4 separate regions of the Gossypium hirsutum genome follow, and all the other regions are linked to region 1. Evidence: chromatin contacts called from public Hi-C data. All regions are on one chromosome and are shown on one strand. The core of a region is the stretch at or near the end of the contact, and the rest is flanking DNA. Distances in the headings are between cores, read along the strand shown.

What was found. A called contact is a pair of places that touch in the nucleus more often than the background predicts.
Region 2: a contact with region 1 is called in a Hi-C map of leaf, with 2.7 times the contacts expected there. The contact joins the promoter of LOC107952155 here to the enhancer-like site in region 1. A contact is called at or near these places in 2 of 34 Hi-C or Micro-C datasets (callus and leaf).
Region 3: a contact with region 1 is called in a Hi-C map of leaf, with 2.5 times the contacts expected there. The contact joins the promoter of LOC107952157 here to the enhancer-like site in region 1. A contact is called at or near these places in 3 of 34 Hi-C or Micro-C datasets (hypocotyl and leaf).
Region 4: a contact with region 1 is called in a Hi-C map of leaf, with 2.4 times the contacts expected there. The contact joins the promoter of LOC107948640 here to the enhancer-like site in region 1. A contact is called at or near these places in 3 of 34 Hi-C or Micro-C datasets (all in leaf).

The regions. Positions count from the first base shown.
Region 1 is chrA04:5,617,999-5,621,076 of Gossypium_hirsutum_v2.1, reverse strand. No RefSeq gene overlaps it. Among protein-coding and RNA genes, the nearest start is that of LOC121227885, 27 kb to the left of the region's middle. Within about 2 kb of position 1,611, at least 1 of the 9 cell types and tissues checked has an H3K27ac peak or open chromatin away from gene starts, as enhancers often do. A contact at or near this core is called in leaf, where this site is marked.
Region 2 is chrA04:5,401,981-5,405,058 of Gossypium_hirsutum_v2.1, reverse strand. It overlaps LOC107952155 (probable disease resistance protein At1g61300), which reads left to right and starts at 1,511. Exons shown (of 3, transcript XR_005925405.1): 1 at 1,511-1,704; 2 at 2,282-3,078.
Region 3 is chrA04:5,433,546-5,436,623 of Gossypium_hirsutum_v2.1, reverse strand. LOC107952157 reads right to left here and starts at 1,468. Exons shown (of 8, transcript XR_005925406.1): 1 at 736-1,468; 2 at 111-251; 3 at 1-18.
Region 4 is chrA04:5,801,661-5,804,738 of Gossypium_hirsutum_v2.1, reverse strand. LOC107948640 reads right to left here and starts at 1,582. Exons shown (of 3, transcript XM_016883262.2): 1 at 1,248-1,582. The coding sequence starts at 1,337.

The DNA of each region.
Region 1 (3,078 bases), core at 362-2,861:
ATTAACATGATAAAGCACCAAACACTACTTTAGATCCCACTTAAAAAAATTGGTAGTTGTAAAATATTTTTTTGTAATTACATGATCATTAAGAAAAAGAATTGTTGAGTAATAAAAAAAAAGTAGACTTAGCTTACATAAAAAATTGGAAGTGACACCAAAACTCAGTCACTCCTCTTATAAATAAAAAGTACTGTTTTCGATAAAGCAAATGTAGTCGTTAATGCGCTTAAGATGGAATACCTTGCAGGTAATGAAATCATAAACTTTACCCTTAATTTTCTTAAAAGATTGCTTAAGATAGATTCTTAACTCGAAACCTTCGATTTTGTAGTCCTTAGAGTGATGAATGCTAAACTCGAAGTTTTGGAAGTGGGAAGTTTGTTAGCTGGGCTTCAGATTAAACCAACCTTTATCTGACTGGATCAAAAAGAAGTAGTTAAGCAATTAGAAATTGATGGTTAGAGTCAAACATATTGAATAGAATTACTCGATTGATTTTGGATTGGATGGCGATGGTGGATTGTGTTTAAGAGGTAGACTATGTGTGCCAGATGATGTTGATTTAAAACAAACCACAATGCACGAGGTGCATGTTGGGATCTAATGCCCTTGGTATAATTTTTTTCAACTATGTACTTGTAATTTTTTAAATATATTACTTTAATAATTTCAACAGTTTTTGCATGCAATGCAAGATGAAAGAAAATATTGGTTCATTGATTATTTAACATTTAAATAATATTAAACAGTATTACGTGGACAAATCGTAATATAGAAAGACAACCTATATTAGTAAACAATCGTAAAACGCTCACTTTTGAAATGTGACATGTGGTGACAGGGCTATATATTTAAAAGAAAAATATACTTGATTGTGTATGTGATGAGTTGAGAAGATTGTGTTTATGAATGAATATGCATCATTTATAATAAACATTATCCATTAGGGTAATAATATCATAGTTCTTCGAGAGCCTTCGATTAATTTTGCACTATTAGATACAATGTTGACATTTTCATTGCTTGCAATTAAGAGAAATATTTCCTATTTTTAAGCATAGTATACGCTGTAGCACTATCTGCAAGACATGTGTCTTCATTCTTAATCATGGTTTCAAGCAAAAGATCCATATTCTCCGGTAAAACAAAACATCATAAGCAATATTGTAAACACTAAAAATTATAACAAAACATACTAAAAGCATATTAAAGTCACACCAAGCATGAATAACAAAAATTATAAAATCATAAAAAAATATAAAATATTATTACATATTTTAAAATTCTTGATTTCTAGGCTCAAAGAAATCCTCTACAGCAATATGGGTCATATCAACAAAGTTTTTAAAACTATTATCATTATGAGCAAAATTAGCCTCTATAATATCATTTAGATAAAGCCAAATTTGTTTCAATTCTCTTTCTTTTCCTTTGGATGGTAGCTTGATAAAACTTTACAAGATGTTCATGTGTATGATAGGTACATGACTAATGCTCACTCAAACCAAATTGATGGCACAAATTTTCAGTGCCCTTTGAAGGATTGCATGGACCATCACATTTCTCTTTGTATTCTCTTTTATTTTTCTTTTGGTGGTCATAATAAATGTTAGCACCTTGATAGCGATATTACAGCGTCCTCAACCATGTCCATGGCCATGGCCACGATCACGACGACGACCATGATTGCGATTTCTTTTATTTCTATAATTATTGTGTATTGTTGCATTCACTTTTGGGAATGGAGCAAAACCAGTAGGATTGCTTTCATTATTTTTCATTATAGCTCGTTATTTTGCTCAGCCACTAAAAGGTATGAGATTAATTTTGAGTATTTCTTAAAACCCTTTTCACAATATTATTGCTTCAGAAGCACATTAGATGCGTGAAAAGTTGAGAAAGTTTTCTCCAATAAGTCCCCTTCAGTTATTTTCTCTTCACATAATTTTAATTAAGAACTTGCCTTAAATATTGTAGAATTATACTCACTTACTGTTTTATAATCTTGCAAACTCAAAGTACATCCAATTATAACGAGCTTTTGGTAAAATTATCATTTTCTGATGGTCATATCTTTCTTTTAAACTATTACACAATTCAAGTGAATCTTTTATAGTCAAATATTTTGTTTACAATCCTTCTTAAAGATGATGGTGGAGGAAAATGGGAAATTTTGAATTTATGAGATAAACCAAAAATATTGTCGTGATTATAAAAAATGACAAAAAAGATTGTCTTAAGTTCAATGAGAGTTTGACGGGGTTATAGACATCTATTATTAATGTATTTACGACACCATTTAGTTTCTTAAAATATTTTCTATTTTGAAAAACATGTTTGATAAATAAAAATTTATTTCCGATAATGAAAACATGAAAAAATGTTTGTTAACCTTTTTTTATAATAGAAATATGAGAATTAAAATTAAAAAAAATTACATTTATATGAATTTAAATTAAGGTACCAGATTAACATTTAAAAAACTGTTGAAATTTTTTTTTTTACATAGGTTTGAACCATGTTCAATTTAGTTTAAAGTTAAGAGACTTTATTTTCATTTTTACAAAATATTTTTAGTGAAATCAGTGAAAAATATTTTTTTATCATTTTTTCAGATATTTTCATTTTCTAAAATTATTTTTAAAATTTTTAGCCAAACTTATTTTCTTCTATATTTATCCATTTTTCAAGAAAACGAAAATTAACATGAACAAGGTTAATGTTTGTTGAATTATAACATAGGGAATTTTGAGGAAAAGCATATATGGGCCTTAAAAAATTTGAATGGCTTTACATTTGGAATGTTGGCTTGGGCCATGGATCTCTCTAGCATCTTCATGGGCTTTCTACTAGAGTTTGGAACTTGAAATAAAATTGATTTGTTGAATGTAATAAGTGAGATAAATATTGGATTTAAGGCTTGAGAAATATATTTTTGGTGGCACCATCTTCTAGTAGATTGCCTATCAATTTTGAATATTTTCTTTTTAATTATCTTTGGCAAATTGCTTGGTCCATGAAAAAGGACTAAAAGGAAAAACAAAACAAAAAAGATTGTCGTGATTATAAAAAATG
Region 2 (3,078 bases), core at 262-2,761, 220 kb after region 1:
ATATATTATAGTATATCATAAAATTAGTTATATGCTTAACATTTAGGTCGCATATCACTAATACAAGAATGCACGTTGTAATATCATAATGTTATAATAATTATTATACATTCACAATTTAATTATATAACAATTAATATATTATATGTCCTTAAAAGTGTATGTATATTATTTTTATAATATAATATATACTAAAGATAATCATGTCGTCACATTACAAAATAAATTCATATTATAAAATTTATTTTAATTATATAAATATTAGTTAATTTTTTATTTTAAATAATTTAACTAATTGAATTTATCAAATGATAAAAGGGATAATCAAAAATTTAGAAATTCAGATGATTTCATCTCATTATTCAGTTTGGTTTACAGAATATAAAAGAATAAAATTTAAGATAAACTACATAAAATTTAAGATTATGACAGTGATGCACTGGGTGGTAATCAAAACAGTATATGTAGAGTAGCTAGAACTACGAGACCCCATCAGGAGGGCGAGGGGTATGAACTTTTGCACATTATAGTGGATGTCCTTTGGAGGGTTGCCGATGTTGCGCCTTAATTCGCTTTGTCAACTAGAGCTCAAAATGCTCTGATTAAGGAATTGAGGAAATACAGTGCCACCGAATTCAAAGGTGTGAAAGGCATTGACCAAAATTTAGAAACCTCCCTATAATTGGTCCAAAATTTTTTCCCTTAAACTTTAGTTAAAAGTCAACAAAAAATATTACATATCAATTACTCAATAAGCTAATGTCTCATGTCCACAATCTGTTAAAAGTAAATGAAAATTTTAATTTTAAATAAATAAAATATAACAGACCCTATTTTAGAGTGACCATGTGTAAAATTTACCCTTTTTTTATCTTCATTCGAACATATTAAAATGATGTTATCCGGCATCTAATTAAATCTTGCACTAATAATCTTACATTCGAATTGAATTTCATGAGAGAACACCTAACATATCTTGGTAAATATTAAATAGAGACACCAATTGTTCTCAAACGTTTTTAATAGGTCAAATTATGTTGTTAGTCTCTGTATTTTGATAAAATTTAAATTTTAATTTATATACTTAAAAAGTTAAAAATTAAATTCTCTTACTTTTTTTCATTTAAAAACTCATTCATACCATTAACATTGCCAGTAATTCTCGTTAAAATCTATCAATTTAGCATGTTGATTAGATAATCTTCATATGACGTTGCATATAATTTATAGAAAATAAATATGTTAAGTTGACAAATTTTGATGGAAATTAGCAACAAAAATAATAATTGAACCTATAAATTTTAAATTGAAAAAGTAAGAGATTGAATTTTTTAACTTTTAAAATACATAGACTAAATCTCAAAATCTAGACAAGTACAAGGACTAGTAGCATATTTTAACCTTTTTAATATATTTTAAATGCTTAAACGTTATGTTTAGACTATATGTTGACCAAAATTATATTGCCGTGTGTGATCAGTATAAAGCAATAAAGTAGCCGGTTGATTCTGTCCTTTGAGGAGGAACCTACCATGAAAGTGGCAGCCATGACCGTAAAACTTGACTCATAATTTTGCTTGTTTTTCTTTTCACTTTCGTCTTCGTCTTACTGTTGTTTTTATTAGTGTTCCCAAAACTCTGTTATCATTTCTTCCTTGTTTCAATCTCAAAGGTCGTGCAGAAGTTGTCAGCGAGCCAGTGAAGGTACAATTGTTGTTTGTAAGTTTGCTTGCTTAATTCATGATATGCTTTTCTTTGCTTTTATCTTGGTCTGGGTTATATAGTTTTCTTTCCCACTTTCACTAAGATTATTAATTTTGGGCCACATAATATGAAATACGAACAACTGTGATAAAATCAGTTGATTTAAATCTGGAGTTAAATCTGAATGAATCAAAACTTCATGAAAATCCAATACATCTCACATATTTGATTATTTCAGAACCTCTCTTGGTTCTGGTTAAGCCTACAATTCCATCTATGTATGTTTGTATGTACGTACGTACGTTATCTGCTACTGCTATAGCAGCTTTGTGTGATTGGTTCACTACTTTATTTTCAGTTCTAATTTGTCAAGCCACAAGTCCGGTGATTTCTACTTTCCATTCTTTGATTGCAGGGCTGTGTTTGTTTTCCTTGGTTGTTTTTATTTTTCCGTCCATGCATCTATTTACATGATTTTTTTCCCAACTTTTTCTCAAAGTTCTTTTGAAACTGATGATTGTTAAGTTGAAAGAATGATAATACATGAAAGAATGACAATATACATATATGATTGTAGGGACATTCTATGGAGTGCATACAACCTGCAGCTAGTATTGCAAATTGTCTCGGAACTCCAGTTTGTAAATACTTGCAATATCACAGAAAGCTGAATGATTATGTGAGAAACTTTAAGAGAATCAGAGATGAATTGAGTAGCAAAATGGAAGATATAGAGCTGCAATTGAAAGCAGAGCTTCTTCATTGTGTGGGGAAGATACCAAAGAAGGAAGTAGAAAATTGGATAGGAAAAGTGAAAGTGATGATTATGGAAGCACAAGATGTTGAAAATAAAGTAAGTAATGGGAGATATCTCTGCCGTGCTTGCAATGGAAAGCTGGTTGATAGAAAGATTCAAGAAATGCAGACATTTCTTGATAAAGCTCCTAATGTCTCCGACAGTCTTGTCATTGATGGTCCAAATGTTGGGTTGCCACTGCCAACATCAGAGCTAGTTGGTGAGAAAGCCGTGAGAAATGAAATTTGGCAATGTTTGATGCAAGAGGAGGTGGGTAAGATTGGGGTTTGGGGGATGGGCGGTGTTGGTAAAACGACCATCATGAAGCACATCCATAATGATCTTTTGAAAGAACATAGTTTTGAAAGGGTAATTTGGGTTACTATATCAAAAGACTTCAGTGTGATGAAGTTACAAGATGATATCGCAAGCGCATTGAAGTTGAAGGGAGATTGGGGCAATGAAAGAGATAAGGTTAGTCGAGCAGCAATCTTGTTGGAATTGTTGAAGAAAGTGGGAAAGCATGTTCTAATCTTAGATGATGTGTGGGACAAAGTCTCTTTGGAGGAAGTTGGGAT
Region 3 (3,078 bases), core at 219-2,718, 180 kb after region 1:
AGGTTTACCTTCAAAGCACTGAAAGAATAAAGACAAGAAAAAGTGTAAGGGACAATCTCATGACCGAAAACTAAAGATCGAAAAGTATTTCTTCGATGACATAAACTTACTTGCGCAATCCAATCCCCTATAGAATAGACAATTCCACTGATAACCATTTTCGCTAAAACAGGGTTTGTCCTCAAAGCTTCTTCATAAGCACTCCAATTGTGTTGAGGTGCATATCTTACTATCTCATAAATAGTCCATCCCTATAACCCAAAGACGTAAAATTTCCAGTTCTTTGTAAGTTGCAGGCCAAATTCATTATGAAATACCAGTGCTATATGCATATGTGGTACATAAGCATATCAAACACAATAAGATTAAGATCTTCTTCGTTAAAAAATCTCCAGCTACTAAAACATCCAAGAGCAATATTTTTTTTATACAATACAAATTCAAAGTCACACACCCACACATGCACAAGCTTATAATCGAACTCTGGAATCGAGCTGGACCTACTACTTGAGTTCATCCAAGAGCCCTCAATAATGGCACAAGCATGAAGAGCCAAGCATACATCTAGATTAATCACATATTTTTGCATTATTCAGCAATTGAAAGAGCAAAAGGGGAATAACAAATACAATAACAATAACAATACAAAGAATTTTGCAACCAGTCATTCAATTTCCTAAGCCAAATCATGCAATTTTCCACAAAATGAAAGTAAAATTGAAGATATAATCTCACCTGCCAATAATTCTGATCAATGGTAAGCAACTTGGTGATGGCATAAGTACCAGCAGCAAGAACAATAGTAGCATTAATAATTCTATCCATAAGCCTATCCAGTTCCTCTTGACTTCCTTGTCCATCACCAAATCCGTTCCCTGAAGGTGAACCTGAAGAAGAAACCCCTTCAAAAGATAACATTCCTTCATTGCTAAACCCACCTACTTGAGTCACTAACTCTCCTCCTGACGATTCTCTCGGCGCCTGACTCACCGCAACTCCTTCTTGTATATCTGTAACATCCTCACTTTGAACTGGTATCACGTCAAGCTCCTCGGCTAATGACTTCACCACCACCACCGAGTTTTCCCTTTTGTTTTTCTGTTTGGTTCCCGAGAACGCAAGGCCCTCGGGCAGTTTTGAGGTGGTTAATGAGGAAGCTGAGAGGTGCCTCGAAATGGGTTTTCGAGGTTTTGTTAAAGAAAGGAGGCTTTGAGGAGATATCGTGGGGTGAAGAGACGCCATGGATCGGACTGAGTGGAGTTGAGTCGACCGAGATATGCCTCGGCAACTAACAAAGACTTCAACAGCCACTTGTAATAGTTGTTTCTAGTGTCCCCAACGTTGCAGATGTCGGAAAGAGCCGTCTCTTATATGAGAATAACTTCGTTAGGGGCGATTCAATGCGGTAAGCCTTATGCTTTTATGCAGTGCTCTTGATTCAAGCCCACAATGGCTTCATTTTATACTTTGTACGGGGATTGTGATGGTGTATGATCTCTTTTTTCTTGAAACATATGAAGGTGTATCTTAACTATGATACATGTTATACAGGTGATAACTTTATGTGTGATTGGTGGGTGAGATGATTTAAAGATGAGAAAATAAGGTCCACATAATAAAAAGGGTAGCTAAGATTTAACAAAAGAATAAAATAACCATAGTTGACCCAAAACACAAACAAAATGCTTTAAAAAATAATTAATTAAATAAAATCTCATGTTCTTCTCATGTTCTAGAATTATTTTATACTAATTACAATAATCAAAATGTGTTACTCAAAAAAGTAATTAAAAATTTAAACACTACGTGAATAACATTAGAAACTAGTTTTTGAGTTAACTCAAATATAAACTTTTAGTTGAGTTTTTAGTGATTAAGAGATATCCATATCGAAATTTAAATTTTTTTTTATTTAAGTAGATTCTTTTATACATAATGTGTACATGTATAATATAAATATATCACTATCTTGTAAATGACTACCCTTTAATTTTACCATTTATATGTATAAATCATTAACTATTTGTTACCCTTTAAAATCTCTAATTGAATTATATTGAAAATATTAATTTACAAATCACTACCGACTTAAAAATGTAAAAACCAATTCAATAATAGTTAAGTGTGGGGTCTCTATGAAGTTGCAATTGGTCAAAAATGAAGTTTGGAAACCCAGATCATCAGTTTTAGTGGGACCATTGAAATTAAAAGAGAGAAAGAAATGTGTCATTGTTGATGAATCACTTGTTTGTAGATAAATATGAGAGGACCAAATTTTGATAACCATTCAAAAATTTCAAGGCCCTTGCTAAGTTTTTTTAAAGATATTCTTTTGTTTGTACAATGGGGAAGATTCTTTGTTTGAAGTTTTTCTCTGGAATTTGTGGCCAATAACTACACACATCCATATATGATATATGGATTTGCCTCTTTCTTTGCTTGGGCACAAAACCATAGCATAACAGTCATGGATTTAATGGTACCTAAATTTTTAGGCATTTAATATTTTTGTATTTTTGTTTTCAAGAATTTAGTCTTATTTTTTTAATTTAAAAATTTATATCTAATTTTTAACAATATAAAATTATTCTATTAAATTAGTTAGTATGACATTTTGAAATTTAAAGAAAATACTCACTTCGTAGTCATGTAACTAAAAAAAATGATTTTAATAATGTTTACAACTCTTAAAAGTTATATCAACATTCTAATCAAATATAATATTTGGACTAATCAATGGCATTATAAAAGTTGAGGTACCAATTTATATATTGTTCATATAGTGATACAACAAAGATGAGGTATGGAGGAGAGAGTGGTGGTTATCACAGAGGTCGGTTTACCTAGTCGAGGTGGAGAGCCGGAGGTTATAAAGAGTGAAGGCAAGTTGGCAGAATGTAGGCTTGATATCCTTGGAGAGTCAATCCCTTCTTCATCGTTCCTGGAGGTATTTATAGGCAGGGTCTTACGTAAGGTGGCGTTAATGTGTTGCACTTGCCATCTAACCATCATAACGGAATGCGTGGGACGAATGTATTAGATAAGACGAGGACATCTATGATGGGACAAATCATGTCA
Region 4 (3,078 bases), core at 333-2,832, 180 kb before region 1:
ATTATGAATCAGCTTGTATTTTGTCTCCTCTACTCAGAAAATAAGCATACTAATTCCTATATGTTAGATTAAAGAGCAAACAGGTCTTTCATGTTGAAATTTTTATCCATTTTTATTGTTAACAACTAACATAGCAAACGCCACATGTATCTCGTGCTGACGTGCAAAGACTAGTTTTTAACAGTAGAAATGAATGAAACCTTTAACAGAAGAACTATTTTACTCTTTGATCTAAAGTACAGGTACTAACTTGCCCATTTTTTAAGTAGAAGAGGCAAAATACAATCTGACTCATAGTACAAGAACCTTCATGAGACTTTTACCCTTTGATTATTTATTAGAATACTAGAAGGTGTTAGAAGATCAGCTATCATACTTTATATTAAACTATCATATAGGGTACAATAAACAAAAAGCAAGATCTTGAAGCTTGGTTGTCAATAATTTAGTCAACATCACCGATTAGATCATAAAATATTGTTTCAAAAGATGAAACAGTTTGGCTTCTAAATCTAGCAAAGACTAGTTCTTCCATTAGACCCTGGGGTGAAAAGCCAATGTGATGGGGTAAATTTATAAAAGTTTGGGGTTCAAAAAGCTAAAGAATTTATAAAAGTTCTGTATTAAAATGGCTTAATTGATTTTTTAACTTTTTGAAAGGAGCAAAAATGTAAAATTTCAATCTAACAAAGGGATTAAATTGAATTATTAACATTTTGGTGCGGCTAAAGTTAAAGTTGCACAATTTAACCAAGGGGACCAGGCACCTTTTTTAAGTTAGTGACAGAGGATAAAAACCATAAACTCAGATCTACTATTTTTATAGAAATTCAGCTGAGATCTGGTGAAGTTCATACACAATTGAGAATTATAAAAATGATGAAATCAATTTCCGTTACTATTTGATTAGCAGAAAGAGAATACATATATATGTATGTGTATGTGTATGTGTATGTGTATGTGTATGTGTATGTGTATATATACAGACACACAAAAGATCAAGCTTGAATACAGTGTTTCTTTTCTTTCCCAGAAAATTCTTACATGAAACAAAAAACCCAGAAAGCTAAAATCAAGATTTACCGCTTTTTTTCAAACAAAAGGACTCACTTTCTTTCATTTTCCTTCGATTTCCAGGAAAAAAAAGGTTGCAAACTTTCAGTATACCCAGAAATCGTATGAACTAATTGTGAACCAAAACAACCAAATCCATAAAAGAAAGTGAAGGGGAAAGTTAGCAAACTTACAGTGCTTCTTCTTTGCTCAGCTGCAACAGCTAAACCAAAAGCAATGAGATCAAGAACAAATACAGCAATCAAAAGAAGCTTAGAAGCCATGGATGAATATATGGAAAGCTAAGTTGAAGAACCCCAAACAAAGGCTTCTTCTATTTTTCCTTTTGCTTTGTTCTTTCTCTTCTTCAAACTCCCCTTGTAGCTAAATATACAGAAAAAACACTATATTATTGAACAAGCAAGGCAAATGATTAAATTTGAAGAAAAAATATGTATTTTTTAAAAAATGTAATTTCAATAAGAAACTGACACATCACCTTAACTTTGAAAATGTGTTTTCACCCTCTTTGTCAAAAGAAAAAGAAAAAAAATTATTTATTTCGATTTTATATATTAATATTTAAAAAAATTATAATGACAAATTTAGTTCATAATATTTATATATTCTGTCAATTTGATTCTTATTTTTTTAATTAAATTAGATTATTAATTTTTTTAAAAATGTCAAATTATTTTTTTAACAAAAATATTGATTAAAATTTAATTCTTTTAACAATGTTGGTATGACAAGATATATGATAATTCACGTGTATTTTATGTTGATATAATATTATTTTTTTATATATTACATCGATAAATAATTTAAAAATTATAAAAAATTTAACCAAATAAAATATAAAATTAATTTAAAAAATAAGAACTAAATTAATAAAAAAAATTAAAATGCTAAATTTATTATTAAGAGAATAAAAATAGGTTGTAAATTACTGAAGGGATGCTTATTGGGAAAGCAAAGGCAGTTGGGAGGGGAATTTTAGGAGGGTTCAAGAAAGGGAATAAATACCCGCTATAATTAACTGCCTTTTTTGGAAGCCCTGGGCGTACAACATTTTGCAGCATGAGGTACCAACATCTACAGCTTGTATTGCACGAAACGGAAAGGGTGATTCCATTGTTCATGACGAAGAATTGATACCCACTAAAATAGAAGTATGTTTTGTTTTTCAATTTTAAATTAAATTAGAAAACATCTTTTCTCATTCCAAAAATTTAATGAATTTTGATGATTATTATGTTTTAATTATTTAATTTTAAAAAATTACAAAATAATTATTAAACTATTCGAAAGATTTCATTTAAGTCATTAAGCTGTTAAGTTTTTTTTTTAATTTATCTAGTAAGCTCCAATAGATGATTCGACTATCAGTACAGTGAATCAATACCCATTGGTGCGTAGAATAGAATATCCTAAATCTAAGTAGTCCTAATGGTTAGTATTAGAGATCAGAGAAGAAAATTATTTGGATTTTAACTCACAAATTTGTAACGTTCAAAACTATTTAATAAAAAAAAAAGTTAATTGTAGAAGAGAAGGGGAATGAAAGAGCTTTTGATTTGTGTAATTGGTGTAAATAGAGAATGTCATATAGCGATTTTACAACCTAACAACTTAAATGAAAACTTGTTAAAATTGTTGAAATTGAATAACCAAAATATAAATTTACTAATAATTTAGTGACCTTTGAGTATAATTTACCTATTTTTTTATTTTACAAAATATAGATTTAACAAAAAGTAATTCTTTAAGATAATCACCTCCCCACGAGATTTAAATAAAAAGATAAATACACTTTAACGCGCTCGAAATTATATTCTTTTATTTTGACAATAATGTCAATATTAACTAAGTTAAGATCCAATCAATAATAAATTACTATATTTATTTCTTTAAATAAATATAATTAAATAAATATTAAAATTTTATGTATATAATTAAAATATTTTATGTGTAAATTACATTAAATTTAAATTGATATATAAAATTATTTATTTATTATTATAG